Linked DNA regions of Zea mays: region 1 is linked to region 2. The links are chromatin contacts, called in public Hi-C maps. All regions are on one chromosome and are shown on one strand. Each heading gives the region's core, a stretch centred on a gene start, on an enhancer-like site or on the middle of the called end of the contact. The rest is flanking DNA. Distances are from core to core; before and after follow the strand shown. Region 1 holds the start of LOC100274308 (putative RING zinc finger domain superfamily protein). Region 2 holds the start of LOC100216607 (CBS domain-containing protein CBSCBSPB2).

Region 1 (6,498 bases), core at 520-3,019, 320 kb after region 2:
GCATTCATAGTTAGGTGACCTAGTGAGTTCCTTTCACACGTTTTAAGACCTAGTGGACGCTGAAAGGTAAGTAAGCATCTGAGCTTTAATACTCCTTTTTTAGAGCTAACATCACCAACAGGAACTATCATGGAGCAATGGACACGAATGGCTTGGAATGCCTATTAGCAAAGCTACCTGGTGGCCAGTTAATTTCTTCTCGGACTGCCAGGTATGTAAGAGCTTTACTTGTTATCCCCATCTGGGATCTAAGCAGGAGGGAAGTGGAACGAATTCCAGTTCTGATGGTTGATACTTGAGGGCAACAAATAGTTGAACTGGATAATTGTTGTGCCAATAGGTTATTCGTTTTTGCAACAATAAGGTCTGGAGGTGCTAGGTACCATTTCTGTTAGTTCAGACTTCAGACTGCAATTTCATGTATTCGTTATATCTGAGCTTTTATCAGGTGGATCCTTGGCTTTTCAGTCTACTTATGCTAAGCAGGAGTAATGTTTATTCTAAGCATGTTTTCATTGTGCGTGGTGGTCCACCGGCGCAACAAGTATTAACTGCAGCCTTACGCCTGTTTGGAACTGCTTTATGAACTTTGATCTACAAACTCCATCGGCTGAGCAGTTTTATAAAAACCTAGAGTTTTTGGAGCACCCTTTAGATGATCTTACAACTTTACCTTTTTTTCCTGAAGCAGAGTTTGTGCAACTATATCTATCTGGCTAAAAAAACGTAGAGCAGAGCTGAAAAGTATGGCTAAAAAACATAGAGCATAGCTAAAAAAACGTAGAGCAGAGCTGATTAAACTCTAGATGCACATCATAGTTTGGTAGTGGAACCGCGCGTTTTGCTTTTATCAAGCTCAAGTAAAGTTCAGGTTGGCACTTCCGTACTGTACTTGCAGGTGACGGCTACTGGCTATTTATGAACAAACATATCAGGCACTGGGCGATCAGGTGCTTAACCAAATAGCGCTAGTCTGTGAGCTAATACGTAGCTGTGTACCCTTTGCTCCAATTCAACCTCCAACTGGATCGAGAACCTGGAACGCACCATTGCCGCACCAAGCTCCCCTTCCTCGAATGCCCCAGGCCCGGACACCACGACGCCCTGCCCCGTGCTCACATGGCTAGCGGCGTCCTCCACCGCTCCGCCTCCTGATGTCTCCGCCCTGCCGCCGCGCCAACCCCCGACTCCGGCTGGGGCCACTGCGCGGTTATGGTCAGTTGCTACCCGCGCTCGCTTTCGCCGTCTCTTGGGGTTTTCGATTCGCCTCCAGCGCGGTTATGGCTGTTTGCGGCGTTTGCGGAGCGGTCGCGGCGGTCGGGCGTTCGCGCCTTGCGGCTGGCGGCGTGCGGTTGGCGACGGGCGAGGGTCGCAGCAGGCGGTTGGCGGAGGGCGGGGGTCGCGGCGGGATCGGGCGGGCAGTTGTTTGGCGAGGGCAATCTACATTACAGTCTTAATAGTTAGTACATATTAACTATGTCGTTTGCAAATAGCGCACTAATTTTCGGCCGCCCGCGATCGCCGGTGTGTCCGTTTTTCATCATGGACCGAGCTTACTGCTAAATGGGACAAACTTCAAAAGCTCAGCAGCCCATTAACATCCGTAGTCACTTTTCCGGCCCAGACCATTACAACGGTCGGCCTATCCATTCACTCACGGGCCCATGGAAATGGTTGGGAACCACGACGTCCCAAGCGGGCCCCACGGGCCACGGCGCTGCAACAAAACCGCAAAAACCCAGAAGGAAGTAGAGGCCCCCTTCTTGCCCCCTACGCAGCCGTGTGCCGTACACCGTGCACGCACGCCGCTCCTCGCCTCCCTGCACCATGGACGCCGGCGAGTGCTCCACCTCCAAACCCCCTCAGCCCTCTGCCGCCTCCCCGTCCTCCCCCACCGTATGGGCTAGGCTGGGTAGGGCAGCTGCCCCCACCCCTTCTCGGTTCTCCACGGGTTCCTTCATCTGCACGGCTTCTTGATTCTCTTCTCTTGTTTGGTTGTCCCATTCATTGGCAGTGCCCGCCGATTCCGCGTGCCCGACGGTGGAGGTGGCCGAAGACGACTCCGTGGTCTGCTCCCTCGTTGCGCCGCCCTGCGGCGGGGAGGAGGTCGCGTGGTGCGAGATCAGGCGGAATGCCGGGGACGCGTCGTCCGCCACTATTCGGAACCTTAGGTGCTCTATCCTGCGCCTTTGGGGACTTGGGTCCATGCCTTTTTTCGTGTTCCTGTGGATCCTTTGACTGTGGTGGCGTGCCGTGTAAGACTTTTTAACAGTGCGTCTCCTCCGGGAGTGACAAAATGTCCGAAAAGGGCGACGTCTATTTTGAGAAAACTGACGGGGACTTTGTGTGAGCTCTGTTCATCACCTCTTTTAATTGGTACTCACGGCTCAAATGTTGGAATGGACGCGTTACCTTTAGTGCCTGCCTGTATACCCCAGTGTTCTCCGGTTTAGGTCCCTTGAAAGAGGTACAAGTACAATGGTAGTGATAGCAAGGCTAAATTGTTGTCTGTTCCATTTTTGCCGACTTATTAGTGGTATCCACAACTTTTAGTATCCTCGATCTATTCCAGATTCTGTCTTCCTAGATTGTTGTAGTAGTATTGTAGTCTAAACTCAGTTCTTGAGAATGCTCTTTATTTAGCAAGAGAAGTCAGGCAAGCTTCAGTTTTTCTGTGGTGGGATTTGGCTACATTTCATATAAAACGTTGATGCCAATTTGTAACAGTTTGTCTATACATTTGGTGTGTCTGATTGTGCAAAATCAAGAATGGAAAATTTGAAATGCATGTTGCAAACACAAATGGGATGTAGGCAAATCCCAGACTCTTAATTCTTGGCACTCTCTTTAAGCTATTTGATTGACTATGTCTTGCAAAAAATGAAAATTGTTTTATCTTTATGTGTTGGTTCACAAAATTAACTTTTCCCACCTTTGTTTGCCTCCCAATTTTTGTTGTGAGATATTTTTTTGTACTATTTGTTTTGTTGAATTCTTGCTGATGATACATGCTTCTCATGTCTTCCCTGTTCCATTGATAAAGCTCGGATGCAATTATTGTTGATGGAAGAATTGTCGAACAAGAATGCGTAGACATCAAACCAGGCAGTGAGATTGTCTCTGGACCCCAGAAAGAAGGTATGGTTATTTTCAGGACCTTGACAGCAAATCTTTATACTGAAAAAGAAAGTACTACTCTTGTGGCTTTGGGAAGCCTTGAACAGCTTTGACTTGTTTTTGCATATTCATCTATCAATAATATTGTCAGTATAAAGGTGCTTTCTTGGGACAGTGAATAACTTAAAAAAATCTTTTTTTTTGTGTGTGTGCCTCTCTAATTCTTAACAAGTGAAATGAATGTCTATGACACATTCATGTGCTTCATTATTTTTCCAGGGCATTTAATATATACATTTGAAATTACAGAGGCAGAGGATCATGAAAAAAAAAATGTCAAGGTATTATTCTGGAAATTAGTACTCGTGTAAAAAGATCTTCTTCACATACTACTTTTTCTTGGGCGTGTGTGTTTTGTATTCTTATACTCCCTTTATCCTAATGCATGATACATAGCTCTCGTACAGCCAGGTTGGGGAAAAACTAACTTCTAGCTAAATGATGATTTCAGATTGTTCTAGATATCGAGAATGCAAAATGCAGCATATGCCTGAATTTGTGGCATGATGTTGTTACTGTTGCTCCATGCCTGCACAACTTCTGGTAAATTTGTTAGTATTACTTTTTTTCTGTTGGTTTCTCTGAAAGTCTCGGCTCTGATCCTTCATTTTTTAAGCAATGGATGTTTCTCAGAGTGGTTAAGGAGGTCTTCATCTAATTCACGTGATAAAAGCCAGAGCGCTGCATGCCCACAATGTAGGACAACAGTTCAATCAGTTGGAAGGAATCACTTCCTGCATAATATTGAAGAGGCACGATGTTTGCTGCTAATGACTTTGTTCATTAATATGTTTCTAAAACTGCTATGAACTGCTAGATTTATTTGTTTCTATGCCTTTTGTAGGCTATATTGCAAGCTTTTTCCTCACTACAGAGATCTGATGAGGAGATTGCGTTGTTAGAGTCGTATGCTTCAGTTAAGTCGAATATGGTGAGTGAAGCAATTGTAAATTAACGTTTTTTCTTTGAGTTAACTCATATAAGAAAAGACCTGCAGTTGCAAGCTTTACCTTCATTCCATACATGCATATTTTCATCATAATCATCTGAAGTTAGCTTTGTCACAGAAAAAATTCTCACTGAACCGAAGTCGGTAGTTTGTGACAATTGTTAGGTGCTCAGGTGCTCAACATACCAAATTTTATGGATGTTTGATACTATAGTGTTGTGTTCTACAACTATAAATTTATGTTATTTATATTATATCTTCTGGCCCCAATATACTTAATTTTGGCTGAGGTGTTGTTTGATGACTTAGGTTTTGGGTCAACAGAAAAACCAATCAAGGAAAAGACGTTTTTCACGTTCTAGTGATGATACCGACAATTCAGATCTACCATGTCCTCAATGCCGTAAGTGTGAAAATTCCACTTTGATATGTCTTAATATCCGGTGATCGTAACGTAAATTATGTTGCAGATCATGTCATTCTAGTCAGTGAGCTGTACGTCAAGGGTCAAGACTATATCATGTTTTTTTTATCATAGGCATATGGAACCTTTTTAACCCATGAATTATATATTTGTTCTTGTATTAATTAATTGAAAAATGGGTTGAAGAGCTGGTTGGTAACTTGACACAAGATTTTTATAAGTTATTTTTTATAAAAAAATCACAATGTCGGAATCATGTGATGATTCGATCATGCTATGATTCACATGAGTTTGAAGTTACTTAACTATCACACTGATGTGGTACTTGAGATAGCTTTTGTGGAGGACATATCCTGTGCAATCACGCATTTTGGTGCAAGCGTGCAATCAAACTATCCAGAGCATCCAGTCTAGATCCAACGGTTTCATATGGAAGTGGTTAAATGTAAAATAGACACTAGGTTTCAGGTGGAAGGGGTTAAATGTAAAATAACAGTTACCATTAGATCTAGATCGGATGCACCAGATCGCTTGATTGCATGCTTGCACCAGGATAAGTGATTGCATAGGATATTTTCCCAGCTTTTGTGTTCTGCAAAAGTAGGGAAACTAGTTGGTAACTTGGCACGAGATTTTAGGAAGTTATAAATATTTCACAAAAGTCCAAGTTGTGTTCTGATGCAATCATGCTATGTTTCACGTGAGTTTGAAATTAGTTAACTATTCTTGCACTGACACGGTAATTGAGGTAGCTTTTATCTTTTCACTAAAAACAGGGGGAAATGTACCTTTTGATATCATAGTGTAGTAATTTGACTGATTGAGAATTAGATTTAGCCTTGTCTAAATGCTTCTTGAAAAGCCTTGTTCATCTTTCCTTTTTCATTCAACTGAACGACAAGAATATTGCAGGTAATGAATTTGGTGGATTTAGATGCAGCCCAGGATCTGTGCACTTGCAATGCAGTGGATGTGGAGGAATGATGCCAGCCAGATCTAACATCAGTATACCACAAAAATGTGCATCCCTATTCTGATAATAATTTCTTCTCTAGTGGATTGCAATAAGTTATAACCCCATTTTTTTATTTAATTGATCGTATAACCCTGAAAAGACCTTTCTTGCATGGGCCTTGACCCTTCTGGATATCCTAATCCATTTAGCAAGGAAGTGATGCCATGATTGGGAAATGTGATTTAATGCTCTGTATTGTTCTTGGCTGTACTTATATTTTTTGCCTTTTATAATTCTTGACGTGATGAATATGCTTGACATTAGTTGGCTAATTATATTTATTTTTGTTTCACAAAGCTGCACAAATGGTATGAGAAATATTCTCATTTCCCCTCAGAAATTTTGAACTTAGCAATCTCCATGGGAAGTTTGATTGCAAGTTTTCCCAACCAAAATGAACAGTATGAGAAATATTCTCATTTGCTCCTCAGAATTTTCTAAGTTGGCAACCACCACTGAAAGTTCAATTGCACATTTTCCCTACCAAACTCTGATAATATTTATGTGCCTTGAATTCTAACTTTGCTGATGCCAAACTACCCAATTGTATTTACAGGCTTGGGGTGTGATAAAGCGTTTTGTGGGGCTTATTGGTATTCGCAAGGTGTGAGTTCAAGTCATTGCAATCTGATCTGCAACCAGGATACTTTGAAGAGTGTAAGCTACTCGTTGATATTTGTTAAGGCTGTGTTTGGATCCACCCCAGTTTTTTTAAAACTGGTTTCTAGATCTAGTTTCTAGAAACTGGCTTTTAGAAAAAAACTAGGAGGTGTTTGGATCCACCTAGTTTCTTAGAAACTAGTTTTAGCTGGGGGAGATCAGCTTCTTGGTTTTTAAAACTCGGCCGGGAAGGGAAAGACCGCCCTCCCGGTATTATATTAAGAAGAGACCGAAACATGGTCCCGGCCGAGAAAATCCACGAACCCTGGCTCC
Region 2 (6,415 bases), core at 2,944-5,443:
TCCAGAAGTTCAAGCTTTAGAGTGTCTCATGTAAACCATCACAGCTACCCCAGTCAGAGCAATCGCACAAGCCATCAATCCATAATGAACATGCATCGACTGACTTCCGTGGGGTGATGACGCCAGCTCTGGCAATGGCTGTGTTACTTCATTGCTGGAATCTGAGTCGTCAATATGCAATCTCAAGGCCTGAAATTGCAAATTTAATTACAGCAGTTAATAAATGAAGGTAAACAATGCCAACTAGACTGTTACCGAGCAACCTGGACTGACTTTCCAGACTAACTGAGTAGAGCCTGATAGGTATGTTCCATGGATCCATTAGCCTAGGCCAAATCAGCGCAAAGTATTGGTGTAAATGATATTAATGTCTACACATACAGAGCATCAGCATTACTCTGCATAGAATCAAACTGGATACAACTGAATGATCTTTTCAGGGAAACAAATGAAGTTAGTATTTCCACACTCCAGCTTTGCATTTCATCGTGTGTATATGAATATATGATCATGCGCCATGGCTATGTCATCCCCTATTTAGCAAAAGCATGAAAACCAATCCAAGTACAACTGTGGCAGTGTTTAACTATGTTGGCAAGTGTTCGGTTGCCAACTAAAACATAAGCAAGATTCCTCAGGCTCCACATGTCATCATAGAGTAAAAAAGTGTGGCAAGATTCCTTGAGTCGTGGCAAAGTGTTACTCCAAACTAATTAAACACACTTGCCTAAGGTTAGTTGCGGCAAATTATTGTTAGGACCTAAACAGCTCCACAGTATGATAAATACTCAAATGGTAGTTTTTAAGCGAACAAAAGGGGGTCCACATCAGAGAAGTGAAAGACCTTCAATCCAGATGATTTTGCATACAACACAGCACCAGTAAGATCAGAATTGGTTGTCAACAGCACCTTGTCGCCTTCATCATCCTCATACTGCACAGAGCAACACATGGAGTTTTAGCTGGTACAATTGTTCAGTATGCAGGGTATTCTAAATAAGCTAAGCTCACAGATTAATTCAATAGTACTTGACAACAACAGGATACCTAATGAGATACATGATTATTCCATGAGCATAAAAATAGTATCTTCTATTTGAAGGTCATACACAGAACACATATTTATTACCCTACAATATAACTTCTAGAAGTTGGAAACAATGGGAATTATGTGTATTGGGATGCCAAATTATTCAAGCTTACCAACAGTTGAATCACACTCTTCTCATCACCCATGCCTAACCTTTGGATTACAGAAGACATCAGCTCATCTAAACTCTCAGAGCCTGAAATCGAACAAATAAGCTGTTAGCTGAAGCATTCAGCAGAGACACAGCCAACTCTCTAACATCATATTCAGTACCTACCACAAGTAAATCTATGCATACGTCCCTTTCTGTCCTGAAGCTTAAATACAAATGAATTACCAACAGCAGGAGGATAAATACAACTCCTGCCATCCCCAGCATCTGATGGCACCACTAAAGATAATTCACTGTGCAATGCAACAATTCAGGATAACCTTGCATTTGAAAGGGAAGACATAGAAGGAACCCAAAGGAAATATTAACTAAACCTGTGACTATCAAAATCCTCATCTGGAGGCTCTAGTGCAGAGTCCCAGAATTTCTGCATTATTGTGTTTGCCACATCATTTGCGCCACCAGGACCTCCTTCAACCTTCAGGGGGAAAAACATTTCAGATGGACTAAGATTACAAGGATGGATTAAGAAAGAGAGCACACAGGCCATGAAGAGGGAGACCATTGAAATGGCAGCATGGGTAAGTTGCAGAACGTCCAAGCAAGCAGCAACCTGCCCATCTGTTCAAGGAAAAGGAAAATCAGATACACAATGGAAGCATCAAAGCAGGCAACCTTAGGCTAGAAGAATCAAAGTTTACCTCCATCAAGAACAGGAATATGCAAGAATTTGCCATCATGCATGATATGTAGTGCATCAAGGATTGTTGTGTCCAATGTAGCACAGTCGGGGTGTGCAGTCATTACCTGGATCAAAATAGTAGACACTGTGTGTCTAGGATGAATACAAAATTCAACATCTTTTGGAATACAAATCATAAATCTGCAGGAGAAACCTTTTCTACTAGAGTTAACTCAGGAGAAAGATTTTGGGCCACAACACGCATCAGCACATCCTTTGAGCTGAAATCCACAACCATATATCATTATTAACTAAAAAAATATCAAAAAGGGGAAAATTAAAGGTTATGAAGTTGGAATGCTTACGTAAAGATCCCATGAAGCGAATTTCCAGCCATAATAATTACTGAATTAACACGTAAGTCGCGCATTTTCCGGGTTGCTACACAAACAGGATCTGAAAGGGAAACAGTTGCTACTCTGCAAGTAAATACAGTCATAAGCATTTTTATCAAGATCAACTTTTGCTAAAAAAAATTACACAAGAATATAAATGAATCAAAGAAAAGTGACAACATACTTTGTGTTCTCTGTGATAATGGTTGACAAAGAAGGTTTAAACATTCGTTCTCTGAGAGTCTCTAAGAGATTGTGTGGACCTGCATCCAAAAACAGTTAATTCTGTAGGCAAGTGCATAAAGCAGCAACTAGTTTAGTACACGTACATCCAACTGAAAAGACATATATACAATATAACATTGAAGTTCACAACAAAAGACCTGGCTTCATGTGATTGCATAGTTAAAAGCATTTTTTCTTCAAAAAAAACTAGAAAGACAAAAGCCTGGTGCAGTGGTAAGAGCTGTCTCACTGAGTCACTAGGTCATGGGTTCGAAGCAACCTTTCCGCATTTGCGGGAGGAAGGCTAGCCTCGATTTATCCCTTCCCAAACCCCACAAATTTGGGAGCCTCTGACACTAGTTCTGCCCTTTTTTAAAACAAAGAACTAGATAGCATAATTTATAGGTGAAATTGGTGTATATGGCTAAAATAGTAAAATATATGCTTGTTCTGATGTTCAGTGAATTCTTGTGCATTGATGAACATCTGGTGATAAAAAAAGATAAAGCAGGAATGGAGTAAGAGTTGACACAATAATATGGTTACCTGAGAAGTTGCCACCTAACTGGCGCTCAACCCCTTCTATGGCAGCTGCTAGTGCACTTCCTTGCTCTGCTGCCTTTTCCAGTCTTGATATTGCATCATACAGACATTTTGCAATGTCCAGCATCGCAATAACCTCACCATTTTCAACAACTGGAAGGTGTCTAAATTTCCCTATAATAAGAAAAAAACCATATTAACTTCAGAGAAAGGAATAACATACCTCAAATTAAGTTTATTCAAGGAACATTGAAATAATGAGGTTTAGCCTATGCAGCACTAAACCTTATGATGTCATTAAAATGTTAAACAAATTTAGATGCTGGACCACTTTGAAAATGCTGGTCCTCCTTTTCCTTATGAAACACAGGAGCAATGGAAGTTGCCATTACTACGCCTGTTATGACCGGCATCCCCTACACCAGGCGCAGGGACATTAGTGGCTAGGAGGGCTAAGGCCCACGGCCAGGCCACAGGCCACATGCGGCCAGGATCAGCTAGGATAGATCAGATAAGGATTAGCTAATAAAAAAGAGAGATTATCTCTAGTTAGTTGGATAAGGATTAGAAGAGATCTCATAGCTCTTATCCTTAGATCAGATAAGCATCAGCTGGGATATAAATACTTGTAAGAGGTCATCTGTGGAATTAAGCAGAATCAAATTATTTTGGCTTCCCTGAGGGAGCCAGGAGTTGGTGTGAATCAATCTCTCTTGCCCACGCAGCCTAGGTCAGCCATGGCGCCCCATCTCCCTCGCGCAACTGTTCATCCTTATAGGCTAAGGGAGATCCCTGGTAGGATCCGCAATCCTACCAACGCCCCTCTAGACTAATACAGTGGCTAAGATACAACATGATTCGAAGTCCCAAGTCATTGCAGTAAGCTTGAGACAAATAATAACTTTCTACTATTGACAAAATAATATGTTCCTTTAGTATCCTATAAAAAATAAGGCATATACATTTCCATTATTTCTTTTCTTGAATGTGAAGTTATATTAACAGTAGTCCACATATACCTTGGACCATTTTATGCAGTGCCTCAATAGCAGGTGTGTCCGCCATGACATATGAAGGGTTCCTTGTCATAATCTTGGAGATGATTGTTTGCTCAACCCGCAGCCCCTCGGCAATGACCCTTGTAGCTATGTCCTATATCCCAGTTCAAAGGAAAAGAATGAAGCATGAGGATATACTTCGCCTAGTTGTTAGATACTGCTGAGTCAGCTTCAGATTTGTCCAAACCAAACACAGATGAGAGATCAATGCATAACAGTTCAACTCAAGAACATGAACAGTGGCATCAGTTGCAAATTTCAAGCATATAGTAATTTAAACAAAGAATATAGAATTAGCTAAGTTGTAATGGTGCAAAGCGTCCAACACTAAAGAAATGCATTCTGTTCAGTCACTTGATTGGGACACAAGCAAGCTTTATGGCTTATGGGAGCGAGTGGGGTACAATCCAAAGCAGCCACTACCACAACTATGACATTTTTACACATAAAGTTCATTCCTTCTAAGTTCGAAACAACTTACCAGCCAATCATAACATGTTTGGTACAACAGATTCAAAACTGATGTAACTGAAGGAACACGGTACCTTGTCGGTGACGATGCCTGAGAGCAGGCCACCGGCGTCTGTGAGCAGAACGGCATCGACCCGCCTCGCCGCCATCCGTCGGCACGCCTCCGAGACCGTGGTCCCCTCCGCGATCGTCAGCGCCTTGGACAGCCGCAGCTTCTTGACCGTTCTCTCCCCTCTGACGAAACCAACCCAGCACCTTAGTGACAGCTGAGGAGGAGGGAGAAAAATCCGAGAAAAGAAAAGGCTTATGGCGGCCTTACGAGGTATGGTCGGGGGAGGCGGGCTTGGTGGAGACTTTGCCGTTGCCGTTGGCGGGGGCGCCAGCGCCGGCGGCCGTGGGATCATCAGACCTGCGGGAAGACGCGACCGACGGCGGCCGGCTGCGCGTGCGACGATTAAGGGCCACAGCGGCAGTGGAGCTCATGACCGCGGCCGCGTAGGTGGCGGCGGATTCGCGACGGCGGCGGCGGCCGGGAAAGTTGGAGCCTGAGTCTTGGAGCCTTGGAGAGGAATGATCGCTGGCTCTTTTGGGCTTCCTTGCCTGTGGGCCCTGATATCCTGCGAAACTGTGGTAAACTTTGACATTGCTTGTGAGCCCTAATATCCTGGAGAACCTAATGACTTGCTCCACTAACTCATCAAATTTACTAGAGCTGGAAGTATTCTAAACCGGTCTATGAAGCAGACTATAATTTAGAATTTAGAAAGGGAGTGGTATGCCACAGATACGAGAGAATGCACAAATCTACATTAAAAATTTTCTAACATTAAATTATATATACTCAATGTATATATTTTCTTTACATATGTTTATGGCTAGGGGTAGTAATGAATCACGATTCAAATATTTCTTTACAATAAGTTAGGACTCTTAAATAATTTTAGTTCAAAAATGAATAAGAACAGAACCTGATCCTAATCTGATTCAATTGTTAAATTTTATAGTGTAAAATCTCCACAATGAAGCTTATCGCCCATCGTCTCACTGGCCGGCCTTGACCCCTTTTACGTACCAAGGTGCATAGAAAAAATGGCATAACCACATTTAGTGTTCCAACCCCGATGAAAGCCTGAGCAGGTAAGGAGGCAAGCGAAGCAGTTGAGCAAACCAAGTTTAGTGACATGCGCGTGACTGATCCTAGGTGAGTGCAGTTAGGCAATTTTTTGCAATTTAGCCCTTTTTCAAAAAATCACGTTTAACCCCTGGAAGAAGAATTCATGTTTTAGACCCTTTACTTGGTGTCATAGGCATGGCGCCAAGGTAACACGACTTGATGATATAGGTTATGGCGCCGAGGTACTGCCCGTGTTGACGCACGCTGGTTGTCAGGTGGCTGACCTGGCCTAGCGCCGAGCAAGGGAATATGGGCTAGAGGCCTTCTTTCTCACACGTGCTTTGTCTTCTCTCAAACTCGTCGTGCGCCAAGCTAGGGAATATGGGCCAAAGGCCTTCTTCTCACACGTGCTTCGTCTTCTCTCACACTCGTCGTGCGCCTCTGTCTCTGTCCTGTCATCGCCACCGCCACCATTGGACGTCGTCATGCCTGTGCCCCTGCTCACTGCGCCTCGCGCCCGGTCGCCGCGTGCACGTCGTCGCTCGCTGCGCCCATGCCCGCCACACAACGCTCTCGGACTTCGCTTCCGCCCCCTAGGCCTCTAGAGCTCGTTGTCGCGCCTCCAAGTACGTGGGTTAGTAAATTTGTTAGTTAGCTAGTTAGTTAGCAAATTTGTTAGTTTAGCAAATTAGTTAGTTAGTTAGCAAATTAGCTAGTTAGTTTGT

The links. Hi-C and Micro-C count contacts between places; a contact is called where the count stands out from the background.
Region 1: a Hi-C map of bundle sheath shows a contact between it and region 2, with 2.6 times the contacts expected there. The contact joins the promoter of LOC100274308 here to the promoter of LOC100216607 in region 2. A contact is called at or near these places in 3 of 25 Hi-C or Micro-C datasets (bundle sheath, ear and tassel).

Annotation. Positions count from the first base shown.
Region 1 is chr4:211,126,099-211,132,596 of Zm-B73-REFERENCE-NAM-5.0, forward strand. It overlaps LOC100274308 (putative RING zinc finger domain superfamily protein), which reads left to right and starts at 1,770. Exons shown (of 15, transcript NM_001148671.2): 1 at 1,770-1,912; 2 at 2,015-2,171; 3 at 3,044-3,138; 4 at 3,397-3,458; 5 at 3,629-3,720; 6 at 3,794-3,929; 7 at 4,022-4,093; 8 at 4,436-4,529; 9 at 5,463-5,570; 10 at 6,122-6,222. The coding sequence starts at 1,828.
Region 2 is chr4:210,802,416-210,808,830 of Zm-B73-REFERENCE-NAM-5.0, forward strand. LOC100216607 (CBS domain-containing protein CBSCBSPB2) reads right to left here and starts at 4,194. Exons shown (of 12, transcript NM_001143020.1): 1 at 4,067-4,194; 2 at 3,051-3,221; 3 at 2,464-2,542; 4 at 2,250-2,363; 5 at 2,099-2,165; 6 at 1,904-2,009; 7 at 1,765-1,823; 8 at 1,577-1,680; 9 at 1,368-1,495; 10 at 1,204-1,286; 11 at 845-934; 12 at 1-189. The coding sequence starts at 4,136. The coding sequence ends at 10.